2 separate regions of the Mus musculus genome follow, and region 2 is linked to region 1. A link is a contact called in public Hi-C data. All regions are on one chromosome and are shown on one strand. The core of a region is the stretch at or near the end of the contact, and the rest is flanking DNA. Distances in the headings are between cores, read along the strand shown.

Evidence for each region. A called contact is a pair of places that touch in the nucleus more often than the background predicts.
Region 2: a Hi-C map of the G1E-ER4 cell line shows a contact between it and region 1, with 2.1 times the contacts expected there. The contact joins the enhancer-like site here to the promoter of Idi1 in region 1. A contact is called at or near these places in 12 of 39 promoter capture datasets (3T3-L1-derived adipocytes, the C10 cell line, the HPC-7 cell line and 8 more), 3 of 15 datasets of contacts at CTCF or cohesin (CD8 T cells, the G1E-ER4 cell line and embryonic stem cells), 44 of 484 Hi-C or Micro-C datasets (the AML12 cell line, B cells, the Ba/F3 cell line and 24 more), 24 of 115 datasets of contacts at active chromatin or transcription factors (the 230-238 cell line, the SCID.adh cell line, SST interneurons and 11 more) and 4 of 9 other capture datasets (adipose tissue, liver, macrophages and 1 more).

The regions. Positions count from the first base shown.
Region 1 is chr13:8,882,925-8,888,357 of GRCm38.p6, reverse strand. Idi1 (isopentenyl-diphosphate delta isomerase) reads right to left here and starts at 2,752. Exons shown (of 5, transcript NM_145360.2): 1 at 2,362-2,752; 2 at 1,454-1,626; 3 at 781-873; 4 at 305-435. The coding sequence starts at 2,498.
Region 2 is chr13:8,968,211-8,974,476 of GRCm38.p6, reverse strand. Gtpbp4 (GTP binding protein 4) reads left to right here. Exons shown (of 17, transcript NM_027000.4): 16 at 170-313; 17 at 1,203-2,013. The coding sequence ends at 1,355. Among named protein-coding and RNA genes, the nearest start is that of Gm23923, 15 kb to the right of the region's middle. Within about 2 kb of position 3,641, at least 1 of the 459 cell types and tissues checked has an H3K27ac peak or open chromatin away from gene starts, as enhancers often do. A contact at or near this core is called in the G1E-ER4 cell line, where this site is marked.

The DNA of each region.
Region 1 (5,433 bases), core at 1,503-4,002:
TTGAAGGGCTAATACAGTAAATCCGGAAGTTAAGAAACACAGATCATATACTACTATAATCTCAGCAACTGGGATACTGAGGCAGGAGGATCAAGAATTTAAGGCAAACTTGGACTACATAGTTAAATTCTATCTCAAAACAAAGTTACTGGCCTGGAACTTAAGGAAGAACACACACCAAGAATGTACAAAACTCTGGGTTCCACTCAAAGCATTGCTGAAAATTTCTTTCTGGTAATTACCCAGTGTCTTAACATGCCTGAGTTTAGGCTGCAGACTGTGTAATAGTAGTAAGAGCGGGTACCTCTTCCAAGGGTATTCCCAACTCGGCTTTCAAGCGCCGCTTTGCTGCTCGCTTCACACCAATGGCGTTGTTCTCTTCCAGCTCGCCTGGGTTACTTAATGGATGACTACAGCAACTATTGGTGAAACAACCTGGGAAAGAGTAATATGAACAAAGAAGAATTTTTTCCCCAATCCTTGAAAGACCGAGGAAAAACTTTCCTAAGTAATCAGATAAATAGAATTTTAAGTTAATTATAACAGGTTTCCAGAAGTATTTTCTAAAAGACATTTATGGGTAAGTTTTAAAGCTTTCTTAATCAAGATCAAAACACAGAGATAATTCAGATTAGATTAGACTCAGTGGATAAGGTTACTTATTATAAAATACAAGTGAAGCCGTGTGCCTGGCTGATTCTTTTAGATGTTGGCTCAAAAAAGTTCAGTCGGATTAAATAGTTCCCAGCAAACTCTACCTTATTCATTAAGTATACCAACCTGGAAAGGTAATTTTAGCATCTGATCTCTGCTGTAACAGGAGCTTATTTTCAGTATTAAACAAGAAGACACTAAAAGCTCGATGTAATAATCCTAAAAGCAAAACAAATATGATTGGTCAGATTTTGCCAGCTATTTGTCTGGTTTTCCCTCCTGAAGTTGAGAATATGATTATTCTCAATCATATTTTGACAGTTCTGCTGCTTCCCAGTCTTCTAACATGAAGTTCTCTGTGGCTGAACCCAGACCATTTGGTATCCTGCTGTGTGTGTGTGTGTGTGTGTGTGTGTAGGATCATATTTTCCTTCAATACCTACTCCTCTCTCTAATCTTCTGAAAGACAGACTTGAGAACTATGATAATATCTATTCCTTCTTTATGATCCCCAAATAACTCTGAAGCCACTTAGTGGAGGGAAATATTACAGGAGAGGTAGAAAGGTAGATTTTACTTGTACACACCATTTAACTGGAATGAAAGGTAAGACAGCATTAAGAAATGAATCTCTCAGTACTTGGGGGGCAGATGTCTGTGACAACCAGCCAGTCAGAGCTATACACAGTGAGACCCTCTTCAAACCCCAGAAGAGAAAGCATTCCTTTCATCTCAGGATTTTTCTTAGCTAAATGTCCAGACAAGTCACTTTATAACAAAGAATACTTTAAGACAGTACCTTTGTCGATGTTTTCATTAAGGTGACAGTTTTTCTTGGTGTCAGCCCCAATTTTATTGTCATTTTCATCAATAAGAATACACATCTCCGCTAGAAGCTGAACCTGTTTTTCATCAAGATGGCTGGTATTTATTTCAGGCATTGTGACAGAATGTCTGATCTGACCTAGAACACTAACACAGAGAAAAGTCATTGTATTAGTTTGACATTCTAACACAAACACTGTTAGAAGTGAAAGTGGACTTCAATTACAACATTCATAAACTAATTTAAAATCCTCTCTAGGGCAGTTTTCAAATGTGAGCAATTTGTAAACTTTCTGAAATAACATCTTGAACTCCTAATGCCAGGATATAAAGAATGAACTTCAGAATCACAGGATAAAGTGATATTTTCTCACCCACTTAAAGATGTTTAAAGTACAAATGCACATCACCGAACTCAAGAAAAAGATCTAGACACATAACGAAGACGCGTTTCCATCTCTTTATAAACCCACGTGGACGTTTACCAACCACAACACCTGCAAAGCACTCTTAAACTAGAAGAAAGCTTAGGGGTAGACCTATTTATTCATTTTTGGAAGAAGACAAGTGAAGTACTCCATACTGGAGGGAAGAACAGATTTTTCTCAGGTCCCTTTTTATAACTCAACTCCCCAAGGGCTATGAACCATTACATTTCACGACTGCTGAATCGCTCGTCAGGGAGTTTCCATGGACAACCCTGAGAACCCGATGGGACTCAGTCGGCCACCCAACGCTTTCCAGGACCAGGCACCCAGCCCCGAACGTCAGAGGCCACCATGGCGAGTCAAGCTGGGAAACCGCATCACCTCAGCCTCATACAGCCACCCACCCTTCTTGGTCCCCTCTCGCCATCCTTCCCCAAATAGAAGGGAGGCTTACCAGAGATTCCGGCTGCAGGTGCTGAGAAGCTGTGCGGAGAGCTGTACTTCAATCCTCTCCGCAGCATGCTCCGCCTCCAGGCCCCGCCCTCTAACAGCATATCCAATCGCTCGCGCCAGTGTCCGTCCGCGCCACATGCCTCCAGCCAATTGCCAATCTAGCACAAGCCTGACGTCACGGCCGCGCCAGGTTAGCGCGCGGTGGCACCACTTGCCCTGCGTGTGGCTCTGAAAGAAGCGCTGGAGGTCTCCAGGAGTGATTGCGGCCCTGGGACCCGAGCGAGGGTGTTGGCGACTCCCAGTGGACAGCTGAGACGGCCCGCACGTCTAGCTGCTCCGCGGTGGGGAAGCTTCCTTTCTGGGGAGGCTTCTTGAGGAGGGTTCGACCTGTCGGTCGCCAGCCAATGGCACCTTGGACCATGCCCGGGCTCGCCAATCAGCTGGAGGCAAGGCTAGGGCGGGTCCCTGACTCTCCTTGAGTGTCTGTGCGTGATGATGTCAGATGCCTTGAGAAGCGCGCTCTGACAACTACAGTTTTCTCACTGGAATTCCTGTGGGTTGGTCTTGATGGAAATTAAGAAAATTCAAGAGATCATTGCTAATGGGTTAGTTTGGAAGCTTTACTCCTGCCTTCTCAACATGTTATTCCGGTCTGTTTCCAGTTAGAAGGTGCTGTAGATTTGCAGCAGCAATAATTCCCAAGGCGTTTTGCAATGTGGAGTAATTGTCCAGCAAAGTTAAATGAAGTAGAGGCCGATTGGGGAACCAGCGTTTGGACTGAATTAATTTGACAGTTGTTAAACCATCGTGTGACAGTCCATTCTTAATAAATTCAGCGACTCAAGTTACTATAAGATAGGAATTTTTCACTACAGATTATATGTGAAGCTTTTGTAAATTTGGTAGCACACGTCTTAAACCACAGCACTCAGGAGACAGAGGCAGGCGGATCTTTGAGTTTGAGGCCAACCTGGTCTACAAAATGAGTTCCATGGCAGCTGGGGCTACACAGAGAAACCCTGTCTGGAAAAACGAATTAATTATTACATATACAATTGGGGAAAAGTTTATGTCTCGAACAACCAAGTAAATAAAAGAACAAATAGGGGCTGGAGAGATAGCTCAGCAGTTGAGAGCACTGGCTGCTCTTCCAGAAGTCCTAATTTCAATTCCCAGAAACCACATAGTGGCTCACAACCATCTGTAATAGAATCTGATACCCTCTTCTTGTGTGTCTGAAGACAGTTACAGTGTACTCATACAGAAAATAAATATATCTTTAAAAAATAAATGAATAAATATAATAACAGTTATTATTAGTTACAGTAGTAATTATCATTATGATTTGGTGTAATTGTGAAAAAGTTAATTTAAGCTATTACCCCAGTCACGTTTATTATTTTTGTAGTATATATGTGTAGTGTATGCATTATGTGCAAGTGTGTGTTCAGGTACATAATGCCTTCCTCTGTTGCTTTTATTAACATTTTACTTTTACAATATTAACATTAATATTAATGTCAACACAATGCTCAGAGGCTAGTGGAGCTTAAAGGACAACTAAGAGAGTTCTCCCAGCAAGCTCAGGTCTTGAGGGTTGGGAGCAGGCGTCTTTACCCACTGAGCTACCTCACCAGCCCCTCCATCCCATCTTTTCATAGAGGGCATCTCACTGAATTAGAAGCTCATTGATTTAGCTAGATTTTTTTTTTAAAGATTTATTTATTTATTATATGTAAGTACACTGTAGCTGTCTTCAGACACTCCAGAAGAGGGAGTCAGATCTTGTTACAGATGGTTGTGAGCCACCATGTGGTTGCTGGGATTTGAACTTCCGACCTTTGGAAGAGCAGTCGGGTGCTCTTACCCACTGAGCCATCTCACCAGCCCCTGATTTAGCTAGATTCTATGGCCAGCAAATCCTCATGTCTCTGCTCCCCAGTTTGCAGATACACACTGACATGTCTGGCCTTTTCCACGGTGCTGAGGATCTGAGCTCAGTCTTCACACTTTCACCCTTTACCCAAACCCTCTTCCCGGCCCAGTGTCTGTGCAGCTCAGGTGCATATTTCCTACGTATGATTTTGTAATATTCTTGGTCATTTGGAAAATATTGAATTACTGTATTAAGCAAGTCTTCCAAGTGTTGACAGATTTCATTATTCATTATCAATCATATTAATATCACCAATAATCTTGAGACTCATTAGGCACCTTTCCCTGGGGGCAGTCTAAGGAGTGAAGCATTGTTGAAACACTGCTAAATACTATTAAGTCATCGATAATGGTAATAATAATCCTTTATTCCAAATATTCCTTTAAATGTTATTTTTCCTTTATATGAGCTGAAATGGGAAGTGGGGGTTGATTGCCTACTTAACAGATATTTCCCTCTCCTATTGATACTTTTATCAAGATGGGGAGAGGGTCACAATAGAACTGGCTGTTCTTTCAGAGGACCACACCCACACTGCAGATCATAACCATTTGTAACTCCAGTTCTGGGGATCTGAGACCTCTTGCTTTTACTAACACCAGGCACATACATAAATTCAGGCAAACACTCATTCACATAACATTTTAAAATCTTAAAAAAATAAAATGGAACATTTTCTCAAATGACCATTCCAAAGGCCTGTGACTGTAGTTTTTGAAGATGATATCTTGTGCTATGCACCATAGGCTAAACTGAAAAGATATAAGTAATCTGGATTAGCCTTGAATTAACTAAAAGTGTTTCCCTGTGGCAAGGACAATGATTGAAATATCATTTATCCTCAGGCTGGCTTTAAACTAGTATTGTGCCTCTATTGCTGATGAAAGTAGTTGAGGTGTGATATAGCCTTAGGCTTCTCTTGTACTTCCAACTTTCCTGCCTGGGTTTCCTAAGTGCTGTGATTTCAGACATGCACCACCATGTTTGGCTTGAAATATTTTAGTCTAGTATGGTTTTTTTTTTTTTCTTTTGAGACAGGGTTTCTCTGTGTAGCCCTGGCTGTCCTGGAACTCACTCTGTAGACCAGGCTGGCTTCGAACTCAGAAATCCGCCTGCCTCTGCCTCCCGAGTGCTGGG
Region 2 (6,266 bases), core at 2,392-4,891, 85 kb before region 1:
GGGACAGTGCCTTTGACCCTGGCTTCAAACTAGACCCTCTGCTAGTAAGTCGAAAAAGGCCTTCCAGAGTCTTTCACTTGTGTGATAATGGTTCTTAAGATCTTGGCTGTCTTCTCTTCTTGTTGGACAAATTTTGATTGTTACCAAGAGCACTGTTTGTGTGTTTCAGGCCCACTATGCAGTCCAGGCAAGAAGGTCTCGGAGTGTCACGAGGAAAAGAAAACGAGAAGAATCTGTTCCACCCTCTTCCACAGCGCGGAGTCGCAGTTGTTCTAGAACTCCACGTGATGTTTCTGGTCTTCGGGATGTCAAGGTTTGCTTCTTTGATCTGGGGCAAATAAAAATAAGAACCTTCAGGGGTGTTTACTTTATAGAACCTCCAGCAAGCACAAGCCATTGCTTGAGCAGGGTTGTGATTAAGAGATTAGCTGTTCACTCCACCTTCCACTTTGTAGCGTCCTTTGGAGAGGAACTTGGACCAGAAGCAGTTGGATACCCTGGATAGGTGTTCTGTCTGGCAAACCATTATGAAACCTTTAACCTGGAGGATAGACAGAGACATGACCTCATAAAGTATGGATAGTCTAGGCTTTCTCCTGTAAGGAAGTAGCCAGGAGAAAATAGTTCATTTATATCATTAGGGAAATTGTTTCCCCTTCAAGTTGGTAGCTTGTCACTATGGTATTATTTGTAATGTTTTTTTGGAAATGCGGTAGGTATTTAAAATCTCACTGAAATTTCTTTTTAAGAAAAAGTCAAATATAAGAGAAAAACTTTGTAAACTGGTAGGCCTTCTAATGGAAGCCTGAAGTTCTCATTTCAGATGTCATTTTCATCTGGAAGTCTAGGAAGTGAGTGTTGAGGCAGCGTTTTCCTATGAATCTCAGGCTGGCTGAGAGTCCAGACTGGTTGCTTCCATGTTCAGCTGGGATTACAAGAGTGCACTATGGAACTATGGGTTTTAATACTGGCATTGACATGAGTCAGATGTGGCATGTGCTCTCATGGTCCTGAGTTTCAGTGTGTTACTCTGAAAGCCTGGTCCAAGGTTTCCTCAGATAGTCATCAAGTTCCTGCAGATAGTGTGGTGGTCTGAGAGAGAGTGGTGACTGAGACAACGGGGTTGACATACTGGCTTTGGTAAAATGGTTCCCGGGTAGCACAGAAATGTGGTTTTCATTAATGTGTCTTCTCCTGCATAGATGGTGAAGAAAGCCAAGACTATGATGAAGAAAGCTCAGAAGAAGATGAATCGCTTGGGGAAGAAAGGGGAAGCTGATAGGCATGTGTTTGATATGAAGCCCAAGCACTTGCTGTCTGGGAAGAGGAAAGCTGGTAAAAAGGACAGGAGATAATGTCCTCTTCAGTTGGAACAGTTTAAGTAGACTCTTGGTTATTTTGGGTGTGGTATGGTGTGTTATAGAATTTGGAATCACCATCTGTTGACCAAAAGAAACAGTGGGAATGACTTTTAAATGCTTGCTGCTTTGCTGGAAACTGGCAAACCCTACTAAGTGTGCAGTGCTGTGCTCACTGCGCAGTTTGGGTTTTTATGTCCAGTGCGTTCCGTACTTGATGAGCTTCTTTCAGCATTTTACAGAAAAGACTTATTGGTGTACGGAGGCTGCGTGGGTGGAGGAAAACTGTTTTGTAGTGGGACTTTTGTCACCTAAAGTACCTATTTTTGTTAAGAAAGTATACCTGCTGGGAGGTCTAGGCAGAAGGCTATCCTCCTTACATTTAGGGTTTATCAGAGCTTAAACTACTCTTAAATTATTTTCTAAACCTGTAGTACAATGTATCATTGTAACTTCAACCATTTTATCCAAAGTAAACACCCAGCAAAAACATAGTTTGATGACTTACATTTTGTTTGATTTAATTGCAATACACTTGATGACCAAAAGGGGTGGTGGTGGCAGGGAATAGGACTTTGCTTTTTTGTTCTTAGAATAAAAAATAAAGGAAGTAAGTGCCTGGGGTATAGGCTCAAAACCAAAAAAAAAAAAAAAAGAAGAAAGAAAGAAAGAAAGAAAGAAAGAAAGAAAGAAAGAAAGAAAGAAAATGTCTTCTTTCATAAACACTTGCTGAATTAAGATTGATGTCCTGGAAAGTACAAAAACATCTACAAGCGGGATCCCGGTGTACCTGGAAGTGCAGCCCTGTCCTCAGATTAGAGGATAATCTTCAGACAGTCAGTGCTTCCTGTTAGGCTGCAGCTTCTGGCCTTTATGAGAATCCAGCGACTACCGACGGATTACGTACTCTAGCCTAAGATTCTTTGGACTCTATTGAGACCTCTTTTTTAAATTGGCTTTCTAATGTGTTTTAGTTCTCTGAAGAAGTTTGATGTCTTGATCTTTTTTTTTTTTAATGTCTAGATGATTAAAGTCTATAATCATTTCTATGCCTAGTAACTTAATTAAATCATAGAATTAGTCATGTAACAGAAGTTCTAGACAAGGCTTTTTTCTTAATGGAACTTGTATTTATTAAAATGTCTGAGACATTAGTGAGAAAGGGTAGAGAGACTGGAAAAATTAATGAGAGGAGGAAAACAAGGCTTAGCTAGAGTTTGTATTTCCCTTGGCAGAAGTCAGGAAAATTCAACATAAATTATGAAACCAAGATTGTTGACATACATAATACTGGTTTTTCTAAAGACATCTCAGCTGTTCAATACAAAAGAATTAAGCATATTTAGGAACAGAATGTTTGTGACCTTGAGCTGAACTGTGTTAGGCGTCAGTTCTCATTGCTGTTAGGACTAGGAAGAGGTGGCTGTGAATGCTGGCTTGGTACGTAGGCTGCCTTTCTGCCTACCAGGTCCTTTAGCGGTGCTGGTTGCTAGCAGGAGAAGCAGGGGTGTTGTGAAGGTTCAGCAGCGTCCCCTCCAGAGAGACACTAACAAGGAAAATGTTAGAGGACCCATTCTGATTGTAAGCATACACAACAAGGTAATAGTAATAACATTGTGATACTGTCATAATGACAGCCATACAGACTGTTGGAACAAAGTAGACAACTCAGAAATAGGTATACTAAAAAATGGACTGGAACTAACCGTGGGCAAAGGACTCTTTCTCCAGCAGCCATTTTGGGAAATGTTAACATATATGGTCAAAAGTTGGACTCTACACCCCACTAGATACATAAATTTTTAAAAGCCTAAGTATAAGATCCCTAAAACTACAACGTTTTAAAGAAAATGCTAAAACTATCATAACATTGGATTTGACAATTTCTTGGCTGTGACATCAGAGTTATAGGCAGGAAAAAAGAAAGTACATAAACAGGACTCGATTAGAATTCTGTAGGAGACTGCCTACAGAATGGGAGAGCAGGTTTGCAAGTGTGAGTAATACATGGTTTGTAAATTCAACAGTGACCAGCTCAAGTATCGGCAAAAGTCTTGAATATCTATTTTTCCAAACAAGATAGTCAAGTGCTCAGATAGCCATACGAAAGCATCTGGGGTTCACCTAATCGTTAGGGAGAGTCAGCGAGAAGCACGACTGAGCACCAAGACGGTCAGATCAAACAACAGCCAAGAAGGGGCAAGCACAGAAAGCCAAGCAAATCCTTCCCTTGTAGTTCTTCCCTCGGATGTTTGGTACAGTGCTTACCTAACATGGAACACACATGGGGATAGACAGTCAACACCCAGGTGGCTGTGAGAACGCTCACCATGCCTAGCTGCTTATCCTGCTTGATACTCAGATAAGTATCCTCCCTTGAGAAACATAACTAACCATATTGTAAAAACTACCTCCTTCGTTTTTAGTTCTTTTCTAAAGATAGCAGTCAATCTTGTTTGTAAGAGTGATGATATCATGTTTATTCTATTCCTGGGGTTTAATACATAAAAAGAAAAATGTTTATAACCAGAAAATGTAATTATTTTTAACTAGGTTACTCTTTGTTCACTAGATTTAGATTTTTCTCTAGATCTGTCTGTGATAATATCACTAATACAGTGATCTGAAGTTAGGGTCTATTTCCATCAAGGTAAAAACCATTGCTCAGCCAGGGGGTGGTGGCCCACGTCTTTAATCCCAGCACTTGGGAGGCAGAGGCAGGTGGATTTCTGAGTTCGAGGCCAGCCTGGTCTACAGAGTGAGTTCCAGGACAGCTAGGGCTACACAGAAAAACCCTGTCTCAAATAAACAGAAAACAATACCAAACCATTGTTCACCGTGGGGTGGGTGTGATGTTTATTGTTTGTTGACTACATGGGGAATTAACAAAAACCCAAATTGGAGAGCACATAGAGCTGTGAGGGATTTTTGCTTAATTTGAAGTTGGAAGGTGCTAGGTTTTGAGGTCAGAAGACACACCTTTAATCCAGATCTTTTGATAAGGGAAGACATAACCTCTAATTAGGGTTGCACCTTCTGCTGGAAGCCTATATAGGGACATAGAAGGAGGAGTCTTTTGCTCTTTGCCTACACCAGCAAGTCCATTCCTTCATTAGCATTAGAGCCAGCTTTTTTTTTTTCATATACCAATGTTTTCTTTTAAAATGTTTATTTTTGCCGCTAATTAAGTATACGTCTGCGTGTCTATTGTAGGGTATGCGCATGTGAATGAAGATATCTGCATAGGAGTCAGAGGTGTTGGGTTGTAGCTGAAACTACAGGTCCTTGTGAAACACCCAATAATGGTTCTGGGAATTGAACTCAGGTCCTTTGCAAGTGCAGCATACATTCTTAACTCCTGAGCCATCTAGAGCCAGCTTCTTTAGGATTCTAGCATATACCAAAGACCAAGTGAGAAATCCAATCTCATAGACTGAACAATTACTGAGGTCTTGTACCTTCTGTACATAGGCAGCCATTATTGGATTATCTGGAATACAGCGTGTAAATCATTCTAATGAATCCTGTGTGTGTGTGTGAAGAGAATCATTCTTTAAGCTCTGTTACTTTAGAGGTCCCTGACTAAGGCAGGTGGGAACATTACTAACATGGTCTTAGCAACTGCACACATCTTGTCTATTCCACATAAGGATGGAGGATGCGAGGTAAGTGACCTCAACACTGCACGGAAGCTATTTAGGGGGAAACAAAGATTTGCAATCAGCCTTAGAAGGTCAGAGATGACAGAAAAAAGTCTTGGATTCTTCCTGGGAATTCCAGTGCAAAAATTGCTGAATTTAAATGTTGCAGCAGAACAGGGGTGATGGCATAAAAGACATCCTGGAGTTTCAATTTTTTTTTTTTAATTTTTCAAGAAAATTGTCTAAGCTTGGTGTAAAAGCTTGGCACATGGTTTTGATTCCAACACCTGGGAGGCAGAAGTAGATGGATTTTTGAGTGGGATGCTAGCCTGGTCTACAGTGAATTCCAGGACAGTCAGAGCTATATAGTAAGGCCCTGTATTGGCAAAAAAAAAAGAAAGAAAAGAAACATAACTAATAAAATTACTGGTAGCAAGGAGTCTAAGAAGCAATGAAATAGAAGGCTGATTTTGTTTTCTCTTCACTAGAAATCAGTGAGGTAAACTGACCTTTTCCAGGTTTTTTGATGACTGAACCTTTTAGCACAATTCTCATAGTAAAGATTATGACCTTTGGTCATTATTGATAAATATATTCACAATAACATTTGACCAAGCAAATGTATCCCTTGATCCACACCAACGAACGTTAAATTGTTTGACTTTGCCACTGTTTTATGCATAGAAGATAGACTTAATGCTTGGTGCTGGGGCTCAGCGCTGGCTTAGGTAAAAATACAGCAGGAAGTACTTGATTATGCTCATCAGCTCCACAAAGAGTCCTTGTGGAATCTGTGAACCCAGTGAAAACCAAGGAAGCTCTTTGTTATCCATATCCATATCCATCCTCACTCACCATATGCCACCTGGAGAGAGAACCTTGGACAGGTGAGCCTGTGTTACCCATGGGAGAGTGGTGTCACCAGGGGAAGGTTTTAGGAGAAAACTGACACTTTCCATAGATGATATTGAAAAAATTTAAGAGCTGGAGAGAGAGAAGCAATTAAAATGAAGAGCTTGAATTTTAGTTTAGTGCAATTAAAGGAAATTAGTATTCAAGTTTCTGTTAAACATGACAGTTTTAACCATGGGTTAGTAATGAACCCAACTTTTTCTTTCTTTTTTTTTTTTTTAAGATATTTTAAATTTTTATGTGTATGGGTTATTTGCCTGGATCTGTATGTATACCACATAATGCGTGCCAGGTACCCACAGAGGTCATAAGAGGGGTAAGATCCCCTGGAACTAGAGTTATAGTAGTGAGCCAC